Regions from separate parts of the Mus musculus genome. Here region 2 is linked to region 1. A link is a contact called in public promoter capture Hi-C data. All regions are on one chromosome and are shown on one strand. Each heading gives the region's core, a stretch centred on a gene start, on an enhancer-like site or on the middle of the called end of the contact. The rest is flanking DNA. Distances are from core to core; before and after follow the strand shown.

Region 1 (7,047 bases), core at 2,575-5,074:
CAGTTCCCATGTGTGAACTGCCCTGGGGCTCAGTTGGGGCTGCTCACCTTCACTCAGAAAGGTGCAAGGTTTCTCTCCTTTCTATCTGGCCAGAGCTAGAGTGTGCTTTCTTGCTTGCTTTAGGATTCTCCTAAGCCCCTCTACCTGCTGTGTCTGTCATGTGGCTGACCTCCCTGTCAGCTTAACTCAGGCGGCAGAGCTTTTTCTGTCTCCTTTCTCCTCTTGACTACAGCTTGTCTATCCCAGAGTAAAACTTTAAAAAAGGAAATGGATGTGGGGCATGGAGAGACGGCACAGCAGTTAAGAGCACTTGTTGTGCCAGGCAGTGGGAGGCAGAGGCAGGCAGATTTCTGAGTTCGAGGCCAGCCTGGTCTACAAAGTGAGTTAGTTCCAGGACAGCCAAGGCTACACAGAGAAACCCTGTCTAGAACCCCCCCACCAAAAAAAAAACCCCAACCAACCAACCAACCAAACAAACAAAAAAAACAACCCCCAAACCAAACCAACCAACCAAACAAACAAACAAAGTACTTGTTGCTCTTCCAGAGAATCTGGGTTCAGTTTCCAGCACCCACGTGATAGCTCAACCATCTGTAACTCCAGTTCCAGGCATCCAACACCCTTTTCTGGCCTCCTCAGGCACCATATGGTACACAGACAAGCATGCAGGCAAAGCTCCCATACATATAAAATAAAAATTATTAAATCTTAAAAAAAAACCAAGAAAAAAGAAGTAGGGTTGGAGAGGTAGCTGAGATAGGAGCCCTGGCTGCTCTTTCAGAGGATCCATGTCAATTCTAACACCTACACGGCAGCTCACAATCATGTGCCACTCAAGTTCTGGAGAATCTGCTGACCTCTTCCAGTCTCCCTGAGCACCAGGCACACACGTGGTGCCAGATATATATGCAGGGAAAAATCCATACACATAAGTAATACATTTTTAAAAGATTGATTCATTTATTTTATGTATGTGGGTACACTGTAGCTGTCTTCAGACATACCAGAAGAAGTCATTGGATCCCACTGCAGATGGTTGTGAGCCACCATGTGGTTGCTGGGAATTGAACTCAGGAAGAACAGATAGTGCTCTTAACCCCTGAGCCATCTCTTCAGCTTTGATAAGTAATACTTTTGTAATTAAAAACAAACAAACAAATACTCAATGAATTTCCAGAGTTTATATTTAAAAGGTGTTCCTCTCTCCCTGGGGAAAGTCTGCTTTTGCTTTTTTTTATCTATCTATCTATCTATCTATCTATCTATCTATTTATTTATTTTTGAGCTGGTTTTGCTCTATAGTCCAGGCTGATCTTCCTGCCTCAGCTACCCAACTGGTTACATTACAGGCATGCCCACAACCTGTTAGCTCACCTTTTATTAACTTCTTGGAGCCAGTCATTGTCCAGGGACACATACCAAATCTGGCTGTATTTAAATTCAGTATTGGTGCTGGGTAGTGGTGGTGCATGCCTTTAATCCAAGAACTCGGGAGACAGAGGCAGACGGATCTCTGAGTTTGAGGCTAGCTTGGTCTTCAGAGTGAGTTCCAAGACAGTCAGGGCTACACAGAGAAACCCTGTCTGGAGAAAAGCAAAGTACAGACCCAACCAACCAACCAAACAATTCAGTATCTAGATCTGTGGTTTTGGTTTTCCCAGCTTCCTTCTTTTCCCTGTCTCTGCATCCTTCTTTATGAGGCTGATGGAGAATCTTTTCATTGAAGTTTGCACTGCTGTTGGAGAATCTTCCCTTTTCTTCTGGTTGCTAAATCCGGAGAGTGTAATCTGGGAGATGTTTGCACCGCCCCTCCCCCACCCCTCTGAGGAAGATGCTTAGCTGCCCATCTAAGGAGGGGAGGAGGAAGAACCAGAGAGGATTCTGGCGGGAGGTGGCAGGACCAAGGTTCAGACTCTGAGGCCAGCTTGCTTGGTTGTTTCCTCTCTCCTCCCTTCTCTCCCTGGCTTCCTTCAGTCCTTCTGCAATCAGCCTCCTGGATCCTCTCTGCTTCGCCCATATAGAAATCGTGGTTGACAAGGAGATACTCTCAAATGCTGGTCTCTGGCAGCTCTGAGTGTAGACAGGTGGGTGAGGCAGTAGGCGGGACCCTCTAGTGTCACAGTCTTGGATGCCTCTGGAATTGGGACACTTAGCCCTGTAAGTGTGACAGCATTAGTGAAGACTTAGGAAGTCAGGATTCCTCAGTCTATGGCTGCGACTGGCATTTCAGCTTTCAGGCAGACCTACTCACAAGGAATCCTCAGCCCTTGGTGGCGGTCAGCGTTACAGCTGACCGGCCCTAAAGACTTATTGGCTCCTTCCGCGACCGGGGCTAGTCTCAGTTCTCCTAGCTCTCTTGCCATCTCTCTGCCTCTGTCACCCTTCTTTCTGTCCTGACAGCTTTTCTTTAACTGTTAAGCACCTTGTCACCTTGCCACCTTCATGGCCAGTCTGTCAGTGCCACTCTTCTGTCCCTGCCGCTTCTTCTATCAGTTACCAGCTGACATGTACCACAGTAGGTAAGAAATTGCCCGGAGAAGCTTTCTATTAGGCCTAATGAGCAACACCAGAGAAGGAAGGTGTCTTTGGTGACTAAATGAGGCTGAGCAACCCACTTATACAGTCAGCGGCCTCGTGTTGGACCCATCTCCTCCTGACCGCTTTAATGCCAGTCACAGGCACGGAGGGAGGTTTGCTTTTGGAACAATCGATGCTTTGCTTCTGGAGAACAGTTACAGCAGTCCCTCTCTAGGCCACTAGAGGACGCGTGTCCCTCTCTAGTAGATGGAGACAGCTGGTCGCAGCCGGTTCACCTAGAGTTCACCAAGCCTAGTAATCCAAACCGCTGGAAACAGCCCAGGCTGAAGCTGCTTTCCGGAGTTGGCGTCATCAGCTGTTATCCTGCGCATCCCCGTGGCTGTTTGACTTAAAAGCCTTTTTTTTTTTTTCCTCAAGGTAACCAGAGCAGCAAAGGAGAATCTTCAGAGCTGCTAATGAGGGAGTCAGATCACCCTGCCCCCAAACCTCTGCGTATGTGCAGGAAAATGAACTTCAGGAGTATCTAGATGAGAATTTAACTGATCATTATCAACATAATAGCGACTATAGAAGTATTTTAGCGGCTTAACCTGCCAATATTCTCGGGAGAGATAGCTCCCTGTCTCCCTTCCTTCCTTCCCGTTCCTTTCCACTCTTCCCTCCTCCCTTCAACTTCCTTCTCTTTTTCTTCCATCTGTCTATTTCTTTTTTTGTTTTTGTTTTGTTTGTTTGTTTGTTTGTTTTTTGTTTTTCGAGACAGGGTTTCTCTTTATAGCCCTGGCTGTCCTGGAACTCACTTTGTAGACCAGGCTGGCCTCGAACTCAGAAATCCGCCTGCCTCTGCCTCCCGAGTGCTGGGATTAAAGGCATGTGCCACCACGCCCGGCTCTTGTTTTGTTTTTTGAGACAGGGTTTCTCTGTGTAGCCCTGGCTGTCCTGGAACTCACTCTGTAGACCAGGCTGGCCTCAAACTCAAATCCGCCTGCCTCTGCCTCCCAAGTGCTGGGGTTAAAGGCGTGCGCCACCACTGCCCGGCATCTGTCTCTTTCTCTCCTTCCTCCCATCCCGGTTATAGAAAGGAGAAAAATTAGTCAAAATTGGGTAGGGTTGAGACTTTCCAGAGACCAGAGAATGAGTTAAAGGCACAGAGATGAAAAACAGCGTAGTTTGAAAGATGCGGTTGCTGGGGCTGCTAAGAGGGGATGAGCTACTGGCTAATAGGATCTGTTGTGCTAAATCCCCCAGAGCACGCACAGCACGAAAGGGCTGAAGCACTGGGGTGGCTCTGGGTCAAGATTAAAGAGACCGGGGAGCCAAGAAGGGAGACTTAAGGAGCCAGGCCGCACAGCCACGACTGGGGAGATGGAGATGGACACAGCCTGCTAGGCCTCAGAATGAAAACTTAGCCCTGCCCTAAACTGGGCCAGAGAACCTGCCTTGCCCCATCTCCAGTCTCCTTTATTCCACCCTCCTCCCTACCCTATCTTGGAGACCTGGATCAACACCACCTCGGAATCACCAGGTGACTTGGCCAAAAACAGAAGGACAGAGGAGATCTCAGCCAGGAAAGCCCGGGAGGGGGCTGGAAAAGAGGGTGACTTTCTTTAGGACTGGTGCGGTCCCTCCCTACCTCTCCCTTCAGCGCCTGCTTGGTAGCTCTTTCCTGATCCCTTTATCTCTAAGGCAGAGTCAAGCCCCACTTCTGGAACCTTCTTGGGGATGCAGCTCTGACCATCAGGAACCATGAGCCCGGCAACCCCGGTAAGGACGAGTTTCTGGGGTAGGAAGAAGTAAGGGGGGGGCTTCCCAAATAGGTAATGCCCTGGTCTCTGGGATTCTCTGCTCCTGCAGAGGTGGGGAATGGACTGAGCTAGTCAAAGTAGCGACTGTGGAGGGTCGGATCCAGGGGACAGGACCATGTAACCCGCTAATCATATGACCTAACCCCCTGTTTTGACCGTATTTCCCCCAGGCAGTCACTATACACACGGTCCACTGCCTCCCAGTCCTTGTTCTAGCCTGGTACCCTCTGCAGCGCTATCCCTTGCCAACCCACATCTTCTCCCCAACCCCTCATTCATCTTCTAAGCCTACTAAAGACCTGGACTTTCCAGCAGTGCTTATGTGAGGTTCTTTGATCCACACTGGGGAAATGTTACTTCCCCTTCACGACCCCTCAGCTTCCTTGGGGAAGCCTTTCTGAACCCCTTGGGCAAAGAGCGACTTCCTCCTGGGTAAGCCACACTCTTTGCATTGGCTACTTTCACCTCCAGTCTCCTCCAGTAGACTGGTAGCTAGAGTTGTATTGGGAGGGCTCCATGCTGCGTTATAGCACTGTGGTGCTTTACAGAGCTAGAGAACGCTAACATCCGAAACCGGGATGGAGCCTGGCTTCTCTCTGCACTCTGTGTGTGTGTGTGTGTGTGTGTGTGTGTGTGTGTGTGTGTGTGTTGTGATGTGTAGTTTGTTTGAAGAGTTGTTTGTGAAGTGGTAGTGAGGAATCTAATATATAGCCCAGTCTGGCTTTACTATGTAGCCAAGGCTAGTCTGTGATTTCCCAGTCCTGCTGTGTCAGCCTCCCAAATATGGTCCACCCCACTCTGTTTTTTTTTTTTTTTCCTACTCAGGCATAATTTCCACTTATTTTTGTTTCCAGAGAGTATTATTTTCTTCAGTCTGTAAAGGACTTGGGTTCTTTACATAGGACTAGCCTTGGGGTGGGGGGGGGGATACGGCTACAGGGCTGGGACAAGGATGTTCAGTCTGTTGGGGTTCATGTAAGTGTTTCCTTTCTAGTTGTTCACTGAGAAGGAATAGAGCTTCATATACAATTTGGAAGCACAAAGTTGCTGAATAGGATCAGAAATGTCTCTGGCAACTGTGGGTGTGGCCACTCTTACATTTTGAATAACAAACTTTTGTTATTGTTGGTTTGTTTGGTTTTTTTGAGACAGCATTTCTCTATGTAGCCCTAGCTGGCTATATAGGAACTGACTCTGTAGAACAGGCTGGCTTTGAACTCATAGATCCACCTGCCTCCGCCTCCTGAGTGCTGGGATTAAAGGCATGCACTACCATGCCTAGCTTATTTTTTTTCTTTTCTTAATGTATATGAGTGATCTGTCTTCATGCACATCAAAAGAGAATTATATCCCATTACAGATGGCTGTGAGCCACTATGTCATTGCTGGGAATTGAACTTAGGACCTCTGGAGGAGCAGTCAGTGCTCTGAACTTCTATTTCTCCAGCCCCCTGAAAGCAAACTTCTAAAAATTAAAATGACATTTATCTCTATATGTGCATGGATGTGCACAGGTATAACCCTACACTTGTGGAGGTCAGAGACAACTTTTTGTCTCTCCTTCCTCTTGGTGGGTCCTAGGGATATAATTCAGGTCATCAGATTTGGTGGCAGGCACCTTTGCCTGATGAGCCATCTTGATGGCCCAGAGAAATGTTTTATTATTATTATTATCATCATTATTATTGGGATACTTGCTGTGTAGCCCAGGCTGGCCTTGAATTCCTGGGCTCTCCTGGTCCTGAAGCATCCTTTAGACCAGTGGTTCTCAACCTGTGGGTCACGACCCTTTTGGGGGTTGCATATCAGACATTTACATTACCATTCATAGCAGTAGCAAAAATACAGTTGTGAAGTAGTAACTAAATAGTTTTATGGTTGGGGTCACCACAATGTGAGGACCTGTACCGAAGGCTCACAGCATTTGAAGGTTGAGACTCATTGCTAGACTGAGACTCTAAAGTAGCTGTGGCTTCAGGCCAGCCACCTGCTCAGTGGAAATTGGCTTTTTTTTGTTTTTGTTTTTGCTTCAGTACTGGAAATGGGACCTAGGGTTCCACCAATGCTGGGCAAGCCCTCTACACCAAGCTATATCTCCAGCCTCCTCCTCCTCCTTTCCTTTTTTCTTTTTAAAATTTTGAGACAGGCCGGGCGGTGGTGGTGCATACCTTTAATCCCAGCACTTGGGAGGCAGAGGCAGGTGGATTTCTGAGTTCGAGGCCAGCCTGGTCTACAAAGTGAGTTCCAGGACAGCCAGGGCTATACAGAGAAACCCTGTCTGGAAAAACAAAAGAAAACAAAACAAAAAAAATTGAGATGGGTTCTAAGTTGGCCAGATTGTCCTTGAGTTCATTCTGTAGCTCAGGCTAGCCCTCAACCTCTTGCGTCTGAGCCTACCAGGTACCTGGAGACTGCACATCTGTACACCCAGGCCCAGCTTCGGCTGAACTTAGCTCCTTGTCCTTGGGTATCCCGGGGCAGGGGCAGTTTGTCCAGCAATTGTCTATACGTGTCTATTGCCCTTTGGGGCATGACCTTTCCTTCATTCTCTCTCTCTCTCCCCGGCTTGAGACCCCAAGCCATACATTTTTTGTTTTTATTTTTCCCTCTAAAAGTTTTTGTTTTCTGAGATGCTCATTATGTACTCTGGGAAGTCTCTCTTAGACTGCTGACCTTTGATGATCCTCCTGCCTCTAGTGCTTGCCTT
Region 2 (7,047 bases), core at 2,231-4,730, 180 kb before region 1:
AAGCATTTGCCTCACAGGGCATCATGGTGCACACCTTAATGTTAGTATTCGGGAAGCAGAGAGGCAGTTGTATTTCTGAGTTTGAGGCCAACCTGGTCCACAAAGCAAGTTCCAGGACAGCCAGGGCTATACAGAGAAACCCAGTTTTGAAAAGAAAAAGGAAAAACAAAACAAAGATCCAAAACAAACAAAACAAGCATGCCATTTCCATGTAGCTCCTGTGTGCACATTCTCTGTCTCAGTAGTATGGAAACTTGAAGCCCAAATAAACTCTTCAATAAGTTGTCTTGGTTATGGTGCCTTTGTGGGAAGCCACATGTGCCGTTGCTGAGTGGCACTGACTACTGCTGGCCACCACGCATAAGATTGGACAAACAACCAATGTGTACATATGCAGTAAAGTTTTTTGCAAAGACACTGCCTGGCCCAGGCATGATAATGAGGTTCTGTAAGGTACTGAGAGTATAACCAATCAGATGTGAGACATGCAAATGAGGTTCTGTAAGGTACTGAGAGTATAACCAATCAGATGTGAGACATGCAAATGAGGTTCTGTAAGGTACTGAGAGCATAACCAATCAGATGTGAGACATGCAAATGAGGTTCTGTAAGGTACTGAGAGTATAACCAATCAGATGTGAGACATGCAAATGAGGTATGATAATGAGGTTCTGTAAGGTACTGAGAGAGAGTAGCCAATCAGATGAGGAACATGCAAATGAGGCTTAGTGCATAACCAATCCGGGTGTGAGACACGCCCCTCCTAGGCCTATAAAAGCAGCACCAGTTCTGGGCTCGAAGTCTTTTCGCCTCTACAATCAAGCTCTCCCAATAAACGTGTGCAGAAGGATCCTGTTGCAGCGTCGTTCTTCCTGGCCAGTCGAGCGCGTGCAAGATGCCTTCACAAAAGAAAAGTAACTAAGACAAAAAGCCTTGGCAGCATTGGCAGTGGATCACCCTGAAGGGACAGCAGATTCAGTGTACAGGAGAGGGGAAGAAAAAAAACAAAAAAACAAAAAGAAAGAGTCCTTAATGACAGGCTTGTATGAGGCCCTGTGGGTTTGTAGTAAGTCCTGTAATAAGCCACCTAGCTCCTCTTGATTTCCTGACACTCCCTCACTGCTCTGAGGAGAGGAGGAGATCCCGTCTCTTAAGAAACCACCTCCTCTGAGATGGGCCTGCATTCTGGAACCAGACCAAGGATGAATTCCAACTTCACCTTAGCCAAGGCCCTTACCTCCCACGTGGGACAAAGAGCAGAGCTTCCCCTGCAGCAAGGTATAAAGACCTCAAAGGTCAACACGCAGAGGTGAGCAGCAAGCCATCCACAGCCACTCAAGAAACCGCAGGGTTTTGTTACCGCTTCCCCCTCTTTTTCTTTCTTTTGGTGCTGGGGGGGTCCCTGCTGCACACATATACCACTGAGCTATACCTCAGCCTCAGTAGAAGCCAGGCCTTTAACAGCTTCCCTGGATCTCCATCGTATTATATGATCCAGGCGCTGAACTTACCACTCCACAGCTCCCATCCACTGTGCCCCCTCCCAGGCCAGAGAGGACATGGAACACTGCAATGCTTGATTTCTTTCCTGAGATCATACGTGCACTGGTGTATAAATGCCTATGTGTGTATGAATTTTATGTGTATGAATGGTGTTTCCAAAGACCAGAAGGCAGCACGGTATCCCCTGAGTTATAGACTGTTGTGAACCACTATGGGTTCTGGGACTCAAACCCTGGCCCTTTGTGAGAGCAGCCTGTGCTCTAACCATTGGGTGTATCCTCAGCCTTTGAGTTACAATCCTACCCCAGCCTCCGACGTACTGGGGCTCCAGGTGTGTACTCACAACAGGTTAAAAAGCAGCTTAGAATGCCCTGGGGGAGGAGCAGCGCAGGGACTCACTGGCTGGAGGAGGTCTGTGCCTCCCTCACCCAAGACACACGTTTTGGTTTTTGTTGGTTTTTTTTTTTTTTTTTTGGAAACTTTCTTTTAATAGTTGTTGAATGTTCTACAGCTTACAGTAAATATCATAGTTACAAACTCTTGGCTTCAACCATTCAGAGTGATCACTATCTGATCTTCAAAACAAAGCAAAACCCAAAGGAATCCAAAACAACAAAGCCAGATTTACACTTCATACACACAAGCGTGGCCACAGGGCTTTCCAATCTTTACACTCCAGGCTGTATTTTGAAAACATCTATAAATTATTTGATCAAACTACTTGGAAGACACTGGTCAAAGGTTTATTATTATAATTATTATTATTTTTAAATGTTTTTTATTTGTTTTAAAATGTGAGTTCCAATAAAATTTAAAAATTAGATTCCAACCTGTAGGTTAAAATGAATTAAAAAATACAAAAATCATACACAACGCTCTCTTCACAGGGATGGTCCATGCCATGAGAACAAGCTTCTCTGTCATGTGCTATGAAAGAGGGGTGCAGATGCCTTGAAGACAGGAAGGGGACAGGCCCTGGGCCTTCAAAGATAAAAGACAACTCCAAGGTGCAGGAGGCCTAGCCTTGCATCACCTTGTAAGGAGCTTGGTTCACAAGACAGATCCAGTTGATCTGGCTGACCTGAGGTCTCTGGGCCAGTCCTATTCTTCATTTAGTCTGACTTTCATGCATGAGGAGGATGGCTGAGCTGGGGTCTAGGACAGAGGATGCTAGGGTCAAACCCAAAGCAGATTCCTGTGGGCTGCTGCTATCTGTAAAGCTGTTTTAAATCTGTTCTCTTGGGAAAGAAAATTGTCCCTCAGGCTGGAAAGGATAAAGGGACACACTGCCACCGCAGGGCTACCTAAGGGCTACCGAAAGCAGCAGCCACGGTAAGGAAAGCAAGTGCTGCTTGTCTTCTGTGTCCCTCTTTGACTCTGTGGCCACTAGTTTCAACTCCTATATTCTTAGCTGGCCTTCTGGCTGGCATTAACAGTTTATAAATTAGGAAATACCCACAGGAGAAACTGAGAGTGGGACCCAAGTCTAGGTCAGGCGAGTTTGGCCATGGAATGTTGAAGCTGGCCTACTGGGAATTTTGAAAGCTGAGCCCTGGAACCACATAATGCCAAATTTCACAATTTTTTTTTTTCTTTTTTTCCCCCTAGGAGAGCGAACAGGGGTAGGAAAAGGACAAACCTTGCTGCCAGCCCGGCATGTCCACAGAAGTCTGTCTAGAGGCTCAGGTGTTGTCTGAGCAGGAAACCTAGCCAAGATGTTTCCGCTGCTTTGCTCTCCTTTGTCCACTCCAACCCAGGCTGCCCTCCTTCTCTAGTCTCCCTAGCTTGACAAGATACTTGGGGCCACACACTCAGCAGTCATGTAGTTAACTCAAGATGGAAAAGCAGAGCTCACTGAACATGAGTCACACATGGGATGATGACTGATTCTGCCAGAACGCTGTGAAGACCAGAGCCCATAGCAGGGGCAAGATATCTGATATGCAGGGAACTAAGCCTGGTTCAGCCAATGCCTTATCTGATGTGTCATGTCTGCACAATACAGATGCCAGAACTTGGTGACCAAGGGATTTGTGCTACTTGTATGCTCTCCATGACTCATTTCTGAAAGCTATTTAGAACAGAGCATCAAGCCTTCCAAAGAAACACTGCTAGGTCTCAAACGTAGAACTGCCCTGATGGCCAGAAAGCACTGGGATACATGGGACACAAGTTAGTTTCTGGTTCTCAAATAAACCTTGTACTCCAGTCCAGACATGCTTTCAGTAGTTCAGGCTTATACCATGCCCCGTTAACGTACTTTGTTGGATCTGGACAGGAGCCAGATGGACAGATTGTGCAGGCTTTCCAGAAGCAAGACTCTTTGTTGAAAGATGGACGATACTGTCCTCAATTATCTTCAGTACTAGGCAGTTGTCACCTTCAGTGTCCTGAGTTAGGTCTTTTGTGGCAAATTCCTATCTGTACTACCAGCTGGATCTATCTATCTCTGGGTCTCCAGGGCCCATTATAGGTCTTGGCCCAAAGCAGAAATTCTTAAAAATCTGCTCAGCTGATGGACCGGAGCTCCCCAAGTCTTCATAAACGCTTCTGTGTGGGGTAGCAAGTAACCCCTTCTTTCTTCAAGCAAGCTTACACTCGAGATCCAGTAGGAGGCAGCAACAAGAATAGAGGATCAGAAGAGTCTAAATCTTGGCTCTTTCACTCATGAGCTATGTGTCCTTTGGCAAGCCTGTGACCCCTTCATAGCATCACGATGCATACCCTGCCTCCTATCTTTAGAGGTTTTGGCAATCAAAGTCAAAGTACTTTACAAAAAGAGGTCTGGACAGATAGATGTGTGTCCCTGATGAATATTCAGGGAAGGGGGTGCACTTTAGGGCATTCCTGGGATAACGAGAAGGAAAACGTGGTTTATCTTATAGGAAGAAAAATAGGGCTTTTGTTTGTTTTTTGTTTTGTTTTGTTTTAAGCATGACAAGAGACTCTCAGGCTTTCACTAACTGTGAGTAGTCCAGTTTCCAGACTTCCTGGCCCAGGGTGGATAAAGGTGAACAAATGGTGATAAGGGAGGCTGGTGAACAGAGGCACCTCTCCTTCAGGCACCTCTCCTTCAGCACTGCACTGGGGAGGGGAAAAGGTGTGGACAAGGTGTCTGTGTATGGTGATGCCAGTGTGGCAGCTCATGGTCATGTGCACACCCCTCATCCTATGGTGAGGGGACCCTTCCAGCTCTGGCCTCCTCTGTCTTGACCACTGAGCCTCCAGACTGTTTAGATGATACCTAGAGTATTCCTGCCAGCTACGTGTCACCTTGCCAGCTGTGGTCACATAACCCCCTGTGCCCTAGGGCTCAGTCCCTTCACTATGACTCCCTAAGCTTGGCTAGACTTGTGGATCTCTATCAAACAAAAGGGTGAGGCCAGCTTTTGTGCTCTTACTAAAAAGAGTTAATGGGTCTGGTTCTTCTAGACTACAGCATGCCAATACTTGGTTTTCACCTTGGGACTTTTCTGCTCTTGAATCCCAGATGAGGTGCAGAGCACAGATGCTTCAGAACATGAGCCTATGTTTGGATCAGGCCTGGAGAGAACAGCGCCAGCAGGGGGTTCCTTACCAGAAAGTCCCTGTACTTTTCGGAGCCTTGGAACCTCTATGAATTAAATAGCAGGCTCCATGCCTTCATCTGTCAGGGCTAACCCACATGAACAGTGAGGGGTGCAAACAGCTTTTATTTACTGGTGTAGAAAGAACAAACATGAAAAGGCCACTCCTGGGTCTGTGTTTTCCTCTGCCACCAGGTCACCTGGAGACCGTGGGGTCTAGGTAGCCTGCCAGGATCCCAGCAGTGAGCTCACTTTGGGCCATTTCATTTCTCCTTAGAATCTATCGCATCACTTGTCAAGTGAGTGGAATAACCGACCCTGTTGCTTGCTCTCAGGGTCAGTATATTAAAGGTCATGAAGTGCTTTGAAACTAATGAAGCACCTAACAAATGTAACCTACAATTACCACCACCTTTATCAGTTTGGCATTTTTTAACATGTTAGACATGATCTCTAGCAACCTTCATCCACCTCTACAAAACCACAGAGGACAGGGAGAGGTGTTATAAGATCAGATTAACACTGGAAAACTTTGTTTTAAAATGAAACCTTGTCAGCACCCCAGAACAGCTGAGTTTTCCTGGTCCTGAAGTTCCTGGGAGACCAGGAAGGTAGCAGCCTTAACTTCTGGCTCTTTGCCACAGACGCTGAAGAACTCTGACCCCCTGGGGACAGTCAGACTGTTTCTGAGGTCATTCCAGCTCAGTGGTTTCCTTTTTTTTTCCTTTAGGGGGACTTGGGAAATAGGAAGGTGATGTCCAAGTTTAAAATGAATTTAAAATGAAAATAATTCAAGTCTGAAATATTACCAGTGATCCAATTTTACACAGTAAGGTATTCCTGTTCCACCCAGGGAAGATGTCGGCTTTGCTAGCTGTGCACAGGAGGGTGGCTGGTCGGGGTCCCTCTTCTCCCAGATGTGACTGTATCTGCTTGGCCTCATTCATGTGCACCTCTCTGGGTGGCTCCCACTCTTCCTCTCTTCTTGGGATAAAGAGCTACTGTCCTAAGTGCACAGGCTCTCCTTCCAGTCAGCCCACCTACTCCTTTTCCTGGAGTGGAGTCAGGTTCAAGATGAACATTCCAGATGTCTTCATAGGTTTTCCAAGTGTAATTTCTATTTCTGCCGCCTGCTCTATGTGGCCTCTCTTAGCCCCCACCTTTGGAGTCCGTGGGGGAACAGCAGAAACAAGCCCAGAGGTCATTACAGAGCTCACCAGATGTGGCACTGCTGACTTAATTCTTACAAAGTCAAGCCAATCCATCCCTAGCAAAATTTTTGTAGGTAAAATGCCAGTAGTAGGACGGCTGCATTTAATGCTAATTTACAGTGAGGTTCAGAGAAGTCCTTTCTGCTTCTCTGGGCCTCAGTTTCCTCATCTGTCAGATAGGGGACTGGGTGAGATGATGGATGCTAAGGTTCCTTCAGTTCCATGAGTATGAAATGATTATTGCTATTGTTTTCCTTCACTATCCTGACCTTCAGAACCGCCAGCTCCCACCTGGAATGTGGTTCCTTCACTTTGGCCGTGACATGGCACAAGGTAACCAAGAGCTTGGCCTGCCTGCCAGCCCCACAGACAGACGTGTGCGTCCGGCACGGGGAAGGGCAGAAGGGCAAGGGAGAGAAATGCCACCAGTTCCTACTCTCATCAGGAGGAAGCGCCTCAGGAGAGGTCCTCGAGGCTCAGGCTGGGTGTGGGATTATGCGAAGCCTCTGGATGCTGGTATCCCAGCACATGCAGCTGTTTGGCAGGTCTGAGGTCAAAGCATCTCTGAAGGAAGTGCCAGGTCAGTTAACATCACTGTGCAAATCAGAAGGTCCAGGCCCAGCAGTGGGGCCGGAGACCTTTCAAACCAGAGCTAAGCACCCTCCTGCCCTTCTTCACACTACCTCCCTCCCCAGTGTCTTCCCTCCCTCCACCCTTCCCCAAACTCTCTGCTTTCCCAGGTTCTGAGCCTGGGGACATGAAGCTGC

Evidence for each region. Promoter capture Hi-C pulls out the DNA fragments that hold promoters and counts their contacts.
Region 2: a contact with region 1 is called in a promoter capture Hi-C map of the C10 cell line. The contact joins the enhancer-like site here to the promoter of Plekhb1 in region 1. A contact is called at or near these places in 12 of 39 promoter capture datasets (the 3T3-L1 cell line, 3T3-L1-derived adipocytes, the C10 cell line and 8 more), 1 of 484 Hi-C or Micro-C datasets (bone marrow-derived macrophages), 8 of 115 datasets of contacts at active chromatin or transcription factors (the HPC-7 cell line, cardiomyocytes, embryonic basal ganglia and 4 more) and 4 of 9 other capture datasets (adipose tissue, liver, macrophages and 1 more).

Annotation. Positions count from the first base shown.
Region 1 is chr7:100,659,171-100,666,217 of GRCm38.p6, reverse strand. Plekhb1 (pleckstrin homology domain containing, family B (evectins) member 1) reads left to right here and starts at 3,824. Exons shown (of 9, transcript NM_013746.3): 1 at 3,824-4,060; 2 at 4,226-4,299. The coding sequence starts at 4,282.
Region 2 is chr7:100,836,559-100,843,605 of GRCm38.p6, reverse strand. It overlaps Fam168a (family with sequence similarity 168, member A), which reads right to left. Exons shown (of 9, transcript NM_001362169.1): 9 at 1,960-7,047. Among named protein-coding and RNA genes, the nearest start is that of Relt, 23 kb to the left of the region's middle. Within about 2 kb of position 3,480, at least 52 of the 459 cell types and tissues checked have an H3K27ac peak or open chromatin away from gene starts, as enhancers often do.